Regions from separate parts of the Zea mays genome. Here region 1 is linked to region 2. The links are chromatin contacts, called in public Hi-C maps. All regions are on one chromosome and are shown on one strand. The core of a region is the stretch at or near the end of the contact, and the rest is flanking DNA. Distances in the headings are between cores, read along the strand shown.

Region 1 (6,821 bases), core at 2,985-5,484, 66 kb after region 2:
GCGGTGCGACACCGGTGGCACCGACGAGGCGGCCGCCGCCACACAGAAACGGGCGGCCTGCGGGTGCGGCACTGCCGCGTCATGGCATGGCTATCAGGCTATATGGTGTGCCAGCCGCAAAACCACGTGCGCGCGCCGCGGCTAAGGCAACTCTGAGTGCTGTGGTGGGCGCCGCGGCTAACCACTCACCATCACCAGACCAGCGCAGGCGAATCCCCTGGAAACGCCCGCGTTCCCACCACCGGGCCGGCGGGCCCCTTCTGCTGCAGCCCGAGATCCGCCGCGCCTCCGCGTTCAGACCGGTCGACCCCTGCGGTGCCGGTGCCCGCGCACTCGTCGCTTTCCAGCTCGGCGTCCACGCAGGACTTTACACGGCCACGTCGGAGTCCCGCTGCCGCGCTACGTCGTTAAGGTGAAGCGGTCGCGCCTTCCCGATTCGACGTTCCCTCAAACTATATATAAAAGTAACCTCCCGTCCCGAGCGACGAGCCGGTCGCACAAAGACCACCAATCTAGTCATCCCTTACGCAGCACAGCGAGCGGCGAGCCGGCGACGGCGATTAACCTCGACTCAGCGGCGAGAACAGGAAGAACAAGGGGAAGGATCCGTACGTGCTGCGCGGCCAATCCATGGGCAACTGCGCCGTCACGCAGCACGCGGTGACGTCGTGGGCGGACGACGGCGAGTGGGACGTGCCCTCGGCGGCGGCGGCGGCGGCCGACGAGGAGGGCGCCGGAGGAGCGGTTGCCGCCGCCGGGACAAGCGGGAGGAAGGACCACGCGGCGGGGGCGGCGGAGGTGACGATCAGGATCACGAGGAAGCAGCTGCAGCAGCTGATGGAGAAGAGGGCCGGCGGGCTCCACGGCCTCAAGAGGCGGCGGGCCGCCGCGCAGCTGCTGGCGGACGTCATGGACGCCGGGCAGGTCTTCCACCACTGCAGAGCGGCGCACTGGAAGCCCGCGCTGCAGAGCATCCCGGAGGCCGTGGAGTCGTGACACGCACGATCGACGCGCACGCACCACCACACCACACACTGCTTCCTAGTTCCTTCCTCTCTTGGCTCGCTTATTCGCCGTTAAGTTGCAGCCGTCCAGCTAGCTTCTCATCCCGGGTGACTCGCGCGCCGTGTCATTTCTTTTTTCTTTTTTTTTTTTAGTTTGGATGCAATATGCAACTAACGATGTACAGAAGTAGGGATTAGTAAAACTTGGAAACGAACTGTGGATTTCATGAGCAATTAACCATCCATGTTTTATGCAGCAGAGCATGATCAACACCACCACCTAATGCTCAGCTAGATTATGGTCTGCTGCAAAAGTTTTCTGATCGGCCCTCTGTGTTTGGATGGTCGTGTTGCCGTTACCATGCATGCAGGGCCAGGACAAACTGTACTCCTACCTCATACACCTTTGGATATGCATGGAGATAGATGCACTGTAGATCGAAGAGAGAATATCCAGCAATGTAAAAGAACGTAACCATATTCTTGAGAGAGAGAGAGAGAGAGAGAATAACATAAAATGCGTAGTTAAATTGTGGTTGACGCGAGAGGCAACTAAATATATACATGATGAAGAGCTAGTTACAAACAAATAGTAAAAAAAAAGATAATCTTACTAGTAGTTAGGAAACGGGGACCATCTTTTTGGTGAGACTTGAGCACTTGACCTAACTCTGAAAGCGCGCAAATGGCCCGTCTCATCATTCTGTCGGGCCGGGATGATGAGAAGCACCTTCGCTACAAAAACGATCCACACACATTTCGCAGTCGCTCGGCAGGTCAAAATCTACCGCAAATAAAACCCCGCCTAGTAGTAGTGCTTACAATTCAGAAGGTGGAGATCGATGAAATGGGCGATCCACATTAGCTGCAGTAGGTGCGCACACCAACACGTTGACAAGCAGGCGAGCTGAGGTCCAAATCAAGGTTGCTGGACGTAGCCATCAGTCGACTAATAACTCTCTAGGTGGTGGCCCGAGAGTGTTGCATTGCTGCCGGTTTGACCGACCGAGGCTGTCGCTCGCTGGAAGGAACTAGTGTTTTCCAGCAAAGTGACAGCTCCGTGTATGACAGTATGTATGTATGTATTCTAACCACTGTTCGTCTGCATGTTAGCCCCCTGAAAAATATAATAACACGGCAGCATTTCCCTCGAGGTGTTTATTTGTCTGAACGGATGTTAATAACAAAGGTTATCCGCACAAACTACAGTGTTAATTAAGTGACGCTACAAGCTAATATAAGTAGATGTCTACATTTATAAACCAAGTGAAAGCAACCGGCCGGTTGTAGTTGAGTGCTGCGATTACATGCAAAGATATGCTGATGCGTGTATCTGCATAAATAAGAATGCTCGTGACCATGCAGGAGATGACCACAGATTAAACAACTATACAGCTAGCCTGCCTAATTAAAATCCATCGAAACATATATAACACGATAAGTAACATATAGTGCTCCTATATATATCTCTCGTGGTTATCTTTCATGAGTAGAGAATGTATGTAAGCGTACATTCTGTGCACTACTACAATCCAGCTCTTTGCTGAGTGCATAGCATTTTGCCGAGGGTAATTTATTGGACACTTGACAAAAAAACATTCGACGAGGGTTTTAGAGACAAGTACTCGGTAAAGAACTCTTTTCTTATAGTGCTAACGCCGCAGCATGCTCATCAACTAGCGACAACTACTTTGTTACCGAGTCCTAGTGTTACCAAACTCCGATGCGATGGTTGGTTAACTTGGAGTAAAAATTCCCGATCCGTTAGTTTAATCAAGCTAAGGTTTGAACTAATGATTTTTTGCTTCGTTAGGTTAATTCAACACAGTTCATATATGCCATCTATTCTTGAAGCAGCCGAGCCGTGGTGATTATCTACAACAGTTCAGAGTTTTAAGACTTCCTTTGTCAACCATTGTTTTAATATAGATCGAACACGAGACATAGAATTTTACTTCAAAAAACGTTTGCTGGAAAAAAAATGCTTTGGGGCCAGTAGATAATAACTACACTTTACAACTCTGGGACCATACTCAGCAGTAATCAGTTCTAATCAGACTTAGCAGCAAGATATTCCAGCTAGAGTGAGTCCTAACCACGATTCTAGCTACTAGTCAGCGAACACTTGTTGGACTAGAAACCACCAAATGATCTTACAACTGTCCTTTTTTTTTAAACGATGTTTCTGCAACTTTTCACTTAAAATTATAAAAAATATATATTCATAACTTTTGTACAAACCAGAGTCAGAACCTAGTTCTAACGTCCCTACAGAAACCTGTTGGAGCTAGCTAGATCCAGTTTCAATCACCTGCCACTAAACATAGTAATTAACAAAAAAAAGCAGATAGCAGGCATGTGGATCTAGGCTTTTCTGAAAACAAAAACCAAGGGTTTCTATTCCACATCATAGATACACAGATGATTGAATTTTTGATCAATTGCTCTAGGGACCTCAAAATATTATGGTGCTGGATGATGCCTGAATGGCAATTCGCCAAGAACGAACGGAAGGAGAAGGCTACGGACCGGTGCGACGTGCCGGCCGTGGGAGCAAAGAGCATCGTCGACATACAGCAGCGAGAGACGGAAACAAGTTCCAACTTCCAAAAGCATGCCTTTTGCGTGATCTTGTTCACGAATTTGTGGCAATTTAAAAACAGGCATCGCTAGACAGTGGCTGCGGGCACGGCAGCTGAAGCCTTCAAATGTGCGTACCGTTAGTTAGTCACGCACGCACGCACGCGCGCGGGCGGAGGAGAAGAAGCCGAGAGCGAGACCAGTTGGACCCCGTCCGTCCCTCCCTGTCCCTGGTGGCTTCTCATGGTTGTTGGGTAGCGCAAGATCCTCTGCAAAAGCCGCGTTCACACCTCACACTCGCCGTCGCCGCGCTCCTTCCGTCCTTGGCGTGGAAAGGAAAAAAAAGGGCTCTCAAGATTCTGTCTCCCCCGCCAGTTTCCCACCCACGTCACGCCGTCCGGTCGCGAACTCGCGCGCGGCTGCCTGCGCCGTGCCCGTGCGCCCGGCCACTCCCGCACTAGCCTAGCCTATGGAGGACTGGAGCGCTGGGTCGCCGCGGCCGTCCACGTGGCCAGACGGAAAGCGGAAGCCGCCCCCGCGACGCGACACGGTCTCCCGTCCAAGCTGATTGGCACGCCGCACTAATCACCCTCTCGACCTCTCTTAGCCCCCGTACAGTATAAATAAGCTTCTCCGTCACCAGACCGAGAGAATCCCTCTCGGAACGGAGATCACGGCGACGATAGCCGACCAACAACGAGCACTGATCCAGAACCCAGAGCCTGATTGCCAAGAGGTCCGTCCGTCCGTCCGTCCGCGCGCGCCAAGGCACGCACAGCGCAGCGTATACTTGTCGTCGACCGCGAGCGCGCATGGGGAACTGCCTCAGGCTGCGGCGCGCGGCGACGTGGGCGGACGGCGACGAGTGGGAGGAGGAGGCGGAGCCCTGCAGCAAGGCCAAGGCGGCGCCCGCAGCCGTCGAGGACAAGGTGGAGGTCAAGATCCGGGTGACTCGGCGGCAGCTGCAGGAGCTGCTTGAGAAGGCCAGCCGGCGGCAGGTGGAGGAGGTGCTGGCGGAGCTGATGACTTCCGGCACGGTGTACTACCCGCGCCAGCGCGATGAGATTCGGCGGCACTGGAGGCCCGCCCTCTACAGCATACCGGAGGGCGTCGAGGAGTCGTGATGGATGATGGCTCACGAGCTAGTTATGTGAATCTGTGTTATGTGCAGTGTTGTTGCTCTAGGAAGATGCAGGTTTTAGCGATTCTTTCTGAGATAGTATTGTACAGGCTTACAGACTGAAAATGCAACAAAAACCGATGCTAGTTTGAAAACCGCATTTCCCAAGGATTTCTATTTTCTAAGGGCAATTAGTTCATTTTACTTTTCGAAAATAGAGATCACATGGAAAAATTTACTTCCTAAACCAGCGAGTCAGTGCAGGCGCCATGCATATGCCCCACGGCCCACCTCGTCTCACCAAGAATTTGAGGACCGTCAAACGGGAACTCTGTAGCGAGAATGGACAGTCACCATCTATGTATCTGCGTCCATTTATTCTATATAGGGTCTGTTTGGTTCAGCTTTTTTCTGACCAGCTTTTCTACTATTACAACAATTCAACCGATTATATGTTTATGTTGATTTTGGATGATTTTTGCCCCAACGAATTTTATAAAAGCTGGCTAAAAAACTGAGCGTTTGGCAATCCGCAGCAGCTTTTGGTGGCCAAAAGCTGTCAGAAGCCGAAACAAACAGGGCCATAAGCTCCGCATTGAAGATTGAACTAGTCCATCTGTTGCTATGCGTCGAACGATCAAGGCTTCATCAACTTAAATAAAGGGTCGTGATCGGTGTGTTATCACTATAGTTTATACATACTCCCTCCGTCTCGGTTTATACACCAAACCATTCGATTAAAAAATTTGTGTCTTGTTACCGCTACTGTGAACGATACTCTTGCTCCAATTACGGGATGGAATAGATGAGATAGACATAATATTGCCCTAAATACCAAACCCTCCATCGAATTTAACATTTTAAACAGATATATAAAAAATTTAATATTCATCTTTTCTTATATTATCAAGCACATTATTACAAATAAGAATAGCAATATTCGGATTCGGATTCGAATCTATATTCGAATTTTATATTTATAATTTAAGAAGATATATAGTAAATTTGAGGTTTACCTTTTATGAATCTTTACCAACTCAATGCTAAAAACAAGAATATGAATTTGTAGATTCTATATCCTATTTATTCGCATCAAAGGAAAAAAAAGTCAAACCGAATAAGTATATGTTTTTTACTGTCTTCATCCCTAGCTGCAGTGGTAGATATGTTATATCGCTTCTACTGACGTTGGGGCTTGTACTGTTAGGCATGACGTAGTTGGTAGCAGGTGTAGCCTTATGTACTTAATAATACTTTATGGTACGCAAACATGTATACGTGTGGCTATAAGATCGATGTAGGTATATCGAATAGTGGCCTTGAGTACCCTGGTACCCAAATCGTGGCGACGTGCGCTTGTCAGGATGTGTTACATGAGAGACTTATCCAATATGCCAGTGCTATGAATCTATCAGTAGAACCTAAACATAGGTTCCTTGTTTTCTTGCTGTAATGGCCTCAAGGGGAAGGGGACTGGTCACAGACTTGTATATTATGGATAATATATTACACTAAGGGCTGGTTTGGCAGCCCAAAACCCCACTGGTTTCCTGGCCTTTTCTTTGGGAAAAAAGCTCACACAAATTATTTCTTTGGGTTTGTCCATCTGATTGTTTGGAAGCCTATCATCCGGCTGATATTTGCTTAGGGAAAAACTTTTTTCCAGCGGGAAACAGCCCTGGACCTCTCGAGGTCAGGTGATTCTTCCCATTGGCTCCCCGCGACATCAATGCTAGCCTCAAGAGGTCTCCCCATTTGTTCCCAAACAGTGGCGAGAAAATACACCCAAGAGGAAAAATTCTTCTAGGAAATTAAGTGACATCTAAAATCCCATTGATGGATATCTTACCTAGGATTTTTCGCACGTTACTGCCAAACCAGCCCTAAGTCGTAGCAAGTCCCTTTGAATGAACAGCTCGATTGAAGAAGAATCCGTCTTGGTAATGGGTAAGGTTCCCATGAATTTGTCAAGACGTCAAGGCTATCCAGATTTATATTTTCATGACCATATGATTAGAAGTTCTAGATGGCCACGTGAGAGCCGTATGGGCGTGTTGTCCTTTGGGTTTGGGGTTGACAACCAATACGTACCCACACGGACTAACCTCCATTTCCTT
Region 2 (6,072 bases), core at 2,948-5,447:
TTGTTGCGCGCAACTACTTTGGATGAGGCAAACCCTTAGGGACTACGGTTACAAATTAACCAAAGTTCCTCTTCTATGTGATAATGAGAATGCAATCCGCATGGCGGATAATCCCGTTGAGCATAGCCGCACTAAACACATAGTCATTCGGTATCATTTTCTAAGGGATCACCAACAAAAGGGAGATATCGAGATTTCATACATTAATACTAAAGATCAATTAGCCGATATCTTTACCAAGCCTCTTGATGAACAAGCCTTTAACAAACTTAGGCATGAGCTAAATATCCTTGATTCTAGGAACTTCTTTTGTTAATTTGCACACATAGCTCATTCATATACCTTTGATCATGTCTCTTTTATATACTATGACTAATGTCTTTTCAAGTCTATTTCAAATCAAGTCATAGGTGTATTGAAAGGGAATTGGAGTCTTCGGCGAAGACAAAGGCTTCCACTTCGTAACTCATCCTTCGCCGTCACTCCGAGCAACTCCCCATCTTTGGGGGAGAAAAGGACTCCGTCTTTGGTATAATCTTCACTCATTTATTTATGACCAAAGGGGGAGAGAGTATTTCTAAGGGCTCTAATGACTCCGTTTTTGGCGATTCATGCCAAAGGGGGAGAAAGTATTAGCCCAAAGCAAAAGGACCACACCACCACCTAATTTTAAAAAGAGTTTTTCAAATGATATGATTCTCAATTGATAAATTTAAAATTGGTATCTTATTGTGTTCAAAAGGGGGAGAACGTAGCATTTCAAAATTGATATATCAAAACCCTCTTGAACACTAAGAGGAGAATTTTATTTAGGGGGAGTTTTGTTTAGTCAAAGGAAAAGCATTTGAAATAGGGGGAGAAAATTTCAAATCTTGAAAATGCTTCGCAAAATCTTATTCATTTACCTTTGACTATTTGCAAAAGAACTTTGAATAGGATTTACAAAAGAATTTGCAAAAACAAAACATGTGGTGCAAGCGTGGTCCAAAATGTCAAAAATTGAAGAAACAATCCATGCATATCTTATAAGTATTTATATTGGCTCAATTCAAAGCAACCTTTGCACTTACATCTTGCAAGCTAGTTCAATTATGCACTTCTATACTTGCTTTGGTTTGTGTTGGCATCAATCACCAAAAAGGGGGAGATTGAAAGGGAATTAGGCTTACACCTATTTCCTAATTGATTTTGGTGGTTGAATTGTCCAATACAAATAATTGGACTAACTAGTTTGCTCCAGTGTACAAATTATACAGGTGCCAAAGGTTCACAACTTAGCCAATAAACAGACCAAGAATTGGGTTCAACAAAGGAGCAAAGGGATAACCGAAGTGTGCCCTGGTCTGGCACACCGGACTGTCCGGTGTGCCACCGGACAGTGTCCGGTGCACCAGGGGACTTCACGCTGAACTCTTCACCTTCGGGAAAATCCAGAGGCGCTCCCCTATAATTCACCGGACTGTCCGGTGCCCCAAGAAAGAGCGGCTCTGGAACTCGCCATCCTCGGGAATTTGCTCCGCTATAATTCACCGGACATGTCTGGTGTACACCGGATTGTCCGGTGAGCCAGTGGAGCAACGGCTACTTCGCGCTAACGGTCACCTGCAACAACAATTAATGCGCGCCAGAGCACGCAGAAGTCAGGCACGCGCGTAGTGGCGCACCAGACACTCTACAGTACATGTCCGGTGCGCCACCGGACATCCAGGCGGGCTCAGAAGTCAGAAGCTCCAACGGTCGAATCCCAACGGCCTGGTGACGTGGCTGGCGCACCGGACATGTCCGGTGTGCACCGGCCTGTCCGGTGCACCATACGACAATTAGCCACCACCAAACGACTAGTTTGGTGGTTGGGGCTATAAATACCCCCAACCACCCCACATTCAAGTCATCCAAGTTTTCCAACTTCAACTACTTACAAGAGCTCTAGCATTCAATTCTAGACACACCCAAGTGATCAAATCCTCTCCAAACTCCACACAACGCCCTAGTGATTAGTGAGAGAGATTTGCTTGTGTTCTTTCGAAGCTCTTGCGCTTGGATTGCTTTCTTCTTTCTTTGATTCTTCATTACGATCAAACTCACTTGTAATTGAGGCAAGAGACACCAATCTTGTGGTGATCCTTGTGGGAACTTTGTGTTCCAAGTGATTGAGAAGAAAAGCTCACTCGATCCGAGGGACCGTTTGAGAGAGGGAAAGGGTTGAAAGAGACCCGGTCTTTGTGACCACCTCAACGGGGAGTAGGTTTGCGAGAACCGAACCTCGGTAAAACAAATCCACGTGTCACACTCCTTATTCGCTTGCGATTTGTTTTGCACCCTCTCTCGCGGACTCGATTATATTTCTAACGCTAACCCGGCTTGTAGTTGTGATTATTTGTGAGAATTTCAGTTTCGCCCTATTCACCCCCCTCTAGGCGACTTTCAGTAACCCCCTACTGCAAGCGCACCCGACCTGGGCGCAGGGCAACACGAAAGCCGCGGGTTTCCCCTTTTCTGCCTGTCTCCCTCTCTCTTGCCCCTCTTCGTGCTCCATCTCGCGCCGACCCATCTGGGCTGGGACACGCGGCGACAATTTACTCGTCGATCCAGGGACCCCCCCGGGGTCGAAACGCCGACACTTTTATTTTACTGTTAGCGTGACAAATCATTGTTGCTCCATCCAATTCAGCAATCTCAAAAAATATGGAGTCCATTGCGCCAATGTGGTCTCAGAAACGACCTAATGATTGCAAGAGCCAAGAACGACGTGTCATGCTTAGGCCGTAGCGTCGACCCGTAGTGCTGGTTCGGCCCGACACAATTATATTTTATGATTTTACAAAAAACATAATACATATATATAATTTATATTCAATACTAAAAACATTTGAGTATGATGTTCTATTGGTTAGACAGCTTTACTCAGTGTCTCTCACCCTTCTTCCATCAGGATATGGGTTTGAACCTCACCTTCTGCATTATTTTTAATTTTACGGTGATTTAATCAAATGGGCTAATGGGCTGGCTTGACACAGTCAAGAGACTGGCATAACGTGTTTGGGCTAGAGTTGTGGCCTACGTGCGTCTGGCCCGTGCCGGACACCGTTTGGCTATCTATAGATGTGCAGCGGATTAATTTGAAATAGCTGCCACACTATATATCACTCGTTCCGCACTGTAGCTGAGGGCGTGGTTGGGGGTTTCTCCCAGGCTCCCAGCCCGATCGGCTATAGCATGTGGTGCTCACGTTCGTCGTCCCCTCCATACGTGAACCACGCGAGAGCGACGATGCATCTTGCATGATCCATCAAAGATCTGCAAGTCCCGGCTGAAGCCGGCCTTAGACTGTCTCCAACAACGTCCCCTAAATTTCATCCTCTAAAGAAATATTCTCTGTCTTTTACAGTTTTCTCTAAAAGATTTCATCCTCTATATTTTCATCATCTCCAGCAACGTTCTCTAAAATCGATCCTCTATATCTAAAGTGATACCATCTTTCATTATATATATATATATATTTATATTACCGATCGCTTCAAAAAACCATCGTTTATTTTCTATCCTCTCTCGGCCATTCATCGAACATATGCATGGCAGAGCCGCAGAGCTACTTAGAGCCGCAGAGCTACTGTTGCCTCTCTCTCCCACCTTCGTGTAGCTTCTCTCCAACTGGGCACAAGCAACCAAAGCCACACGAACACCATGGCCAGCACGGTGGCCTCTGCGCCGGTTGGGATGAGCCCTGCGATCACACACTCACCGGCGTCGGCAACAAGTTGGTCCTCGCCGGCAGTGGTACGATGCATAGGTGCAGAAGTGAATGGAGGAGACGGCAGGCACGATTGAACAGTGTTTAGCGAGTGGTCGTATGTCCGGCAGATTTAGCGTCTCGGAGGCGGCCGCTAAATTTTAGCGCATGGTTTAAAGTCTCTTGCTGAAGGCGTAGAGAACGTCTTCATCCGCTAAATTTAGCGGACAGGACGGTTTACCGTCCCTTGTTGGAGACAGCCTTAGCCCTTAAAGCTCTAAAGCTCAAGGACGACGGAGGAAACACTCAAACACTGACCAGCTGGGCTCGTCACCCGGTTCCGATGGCGTCGCTTCTGACGCTGGATCCCGAGCCCGAGTACGAGCTGGGCGAGTCCCTTGCGCTGTCACCCGGCCCTGTGCAGCTGTGCTCTGTGACGCTAATGATGATTGATGTGGACCACACCATCGCCGAGATCCTCTGGTGCTCTGCAAGTCTGCATGGACCGCACGCCCGTCGCCGGCTCCTGCTCCACCTCCACCCACCGGCCACCACGCCTGTCGGCCCCTCTCCGTGGCTAGGCCCCCTGACTCGCGAGTCTCTCGAGTGGTAGGCTGGTAGCGGGCAGGAGCTCACGGCCGGTGCAGCCCTCGTGGCCGCTGCTCTATGCGCGGTCCTGGCGCGGCCCCGCGAGCACGACGAGCTCCAGAAAGCTTTAATTTTTTTTAACATTTTAAGTTTTTCATAATAGAACACAAACATTAACCTGTTAGAGTGTATTTTAAGAGCAAAATAGGACATTCTAACCAAAATCTTGTTTTATGGATAGGAAGCTGATGTGTAGACATACATTTTTATTATTGTAAATCCACGGTGAATTTCAGAATCACTGTTGTATGATTATTCGAGGATTTTTGCTGACTGCGACCTCGTCTTGCAAGTTGCAAGCGCGCCAAAACTGTCATGCAAAACACAAGAACACTGAATACAGACACATGATAAACGCTAAAGCCGTGCTCGTGGAATACAGAAACATAACTGGGAATCCCTTGGTGATTTCTACTCACGTGTGCCGAAGCTGCTGTGCTGGACAAAATGAACTTCTCTGTGTTCGACGGGAAACTCTGGCATGAAGATGGAGACTTATCTGACATCAGTTCGACACACACACCATTCTTTACACAGAAAAATGCCATGAAATCGAGACACGTTTTTTCCATCTTGTGTTTATCCGACAAGCTGCTTTCAAAAAAAAATTGCGACAAGCCGACAGGATGACAAGTTGGCAATCGGGTGGATTCAGAATTGGCGAGAAAAAAAAAGCAGAGGCCACCATTTTGTAGGAAAAGAAAAAAAATACTCCTAGATGATTTCTTTTGAGTTAGTCATACCTAATGAGGCACCGAAGACCTGCAACGGCAAGGGTACGTTCTAGAGTTCAAATCCAGACAAGACAACGGCCACAAACACGGGCTAGCTTGTTCAGCTAACAGTTGAACCTCATATTATATACTGCTTCCGGAAGCATGCTTAATAGCTTCCTTGTGTTTGTAGTATTTTTTGTAGGAAAAGGAAGCAGCTGCGAACCTTTTTGCTACATATATAGTCCTATATATACCTAAAAGACGCAAGCTTTATTCAGTTTCAATGTCTGTATCTTTTTTCTATCCATTATTTATAAAAAAGACTTCTCTGAACGTGTGGCGGCCCACCTACGCCGACCAAAATGAGACTACGTACTCCATCCGATTCTGCATGTATGTAAAGCCGAATTCAGATGCGACATTTTTTTTGTGGATCTGAAAAGGATGCTTAGCTTATTAATTATTTGCGTAGACCAACTGCAAGAGCGGCGACGCCACGCCAGCAATGACGCTGGAATCCTCGTGCGGGTCACAGTTGATTCACGGCACCCTAGCTTGATCAGATTATACGCTTGTTATCTCTGATTAATCGTCGTATGCGACGCACATTAGCTGGAGCACCCGGCGCCCTACCCGGCCGGGGAAAGAAAACTACTGCACCCGCTCGTGTGTATTTTTACTCATTCCAGAGCGCCACGTCGTCAGTTAACTCATCTATGCTCGAAAAAGCTGGAGATTTTCGATAAATTAGTGGCCTCGGTTGGAAACCAAGCAAGGTTGCGTTGTTAGTTGTTATACCTACTAGCCGACCAAAGCAAATTTGGTGTTTACTCTGATCACCTATTCTCCTCGTGACTACTTTTCTAGTCTTTACTTTAATTTGTGATCTTTCGGTGAAACATGAGCGTCAGTATCCCCCTTTTCCCTATATTTTCTATCATGCACTCCGTTTGATCCAGCATTTTTCTCGGAAGGAAC

What was found. Hi-C and Micro-C count contacts between places; a contact is called where the count stands out from the background.
Region 1: a Hi-C map of bundle sheath shows a contact between it and region 2, with 5 times the contacts expected there. The contact joins the promoter of LOC100277429 here to the enhancer-like site in region 2. A contact is called at or near these places in 7 of 25 Hi-C or Micro-C datasets (bundle sheath, ear, endosperm and 2 more) and 1 of 3 datasets of contacts at active chromatin or transcription factors (seedling).

The regions. Positions count from the first base shown.
Region 1 is chr3:194,512,456-194,519,276 of Zm-B73-REFERENCE-NAM-5.0, forward strand. It overlaps LOC100277429, which reads left to right and starts at 4,235. Exons shown (of 1, transcript NM_001150991.2): 1 at 4,235-4,859. The coding sequence starts at 4,397. The coding sequence ends at 4,708. It overlaps LOC103651120, which reads left to right and starts at 298. Exons shown (of 1, transcript XM_008676719.4): 1 at 298-1,263. The coding sequence starts at 631. The coding sequence ends at 996.
Region 2 is chr3:194,446,849-194,452,920 of Zm-B73-REFERENCE-NAM-5.0, forward strand. No RefSeq gene overlaps it. Among protein-coding and RNA genes, the nearest start is that of LOC103652451, 35 kb to the left of the region's middle. Within about 2 kb of position 4,198, at least 17 of the 20 cell types and tissues checked have an H3K27ac peak or open chromatin away from gene starts, as enhancers often do. A contact at or near this core is called in bundle sheath, ear, leaf and 2 more, where this site is marked.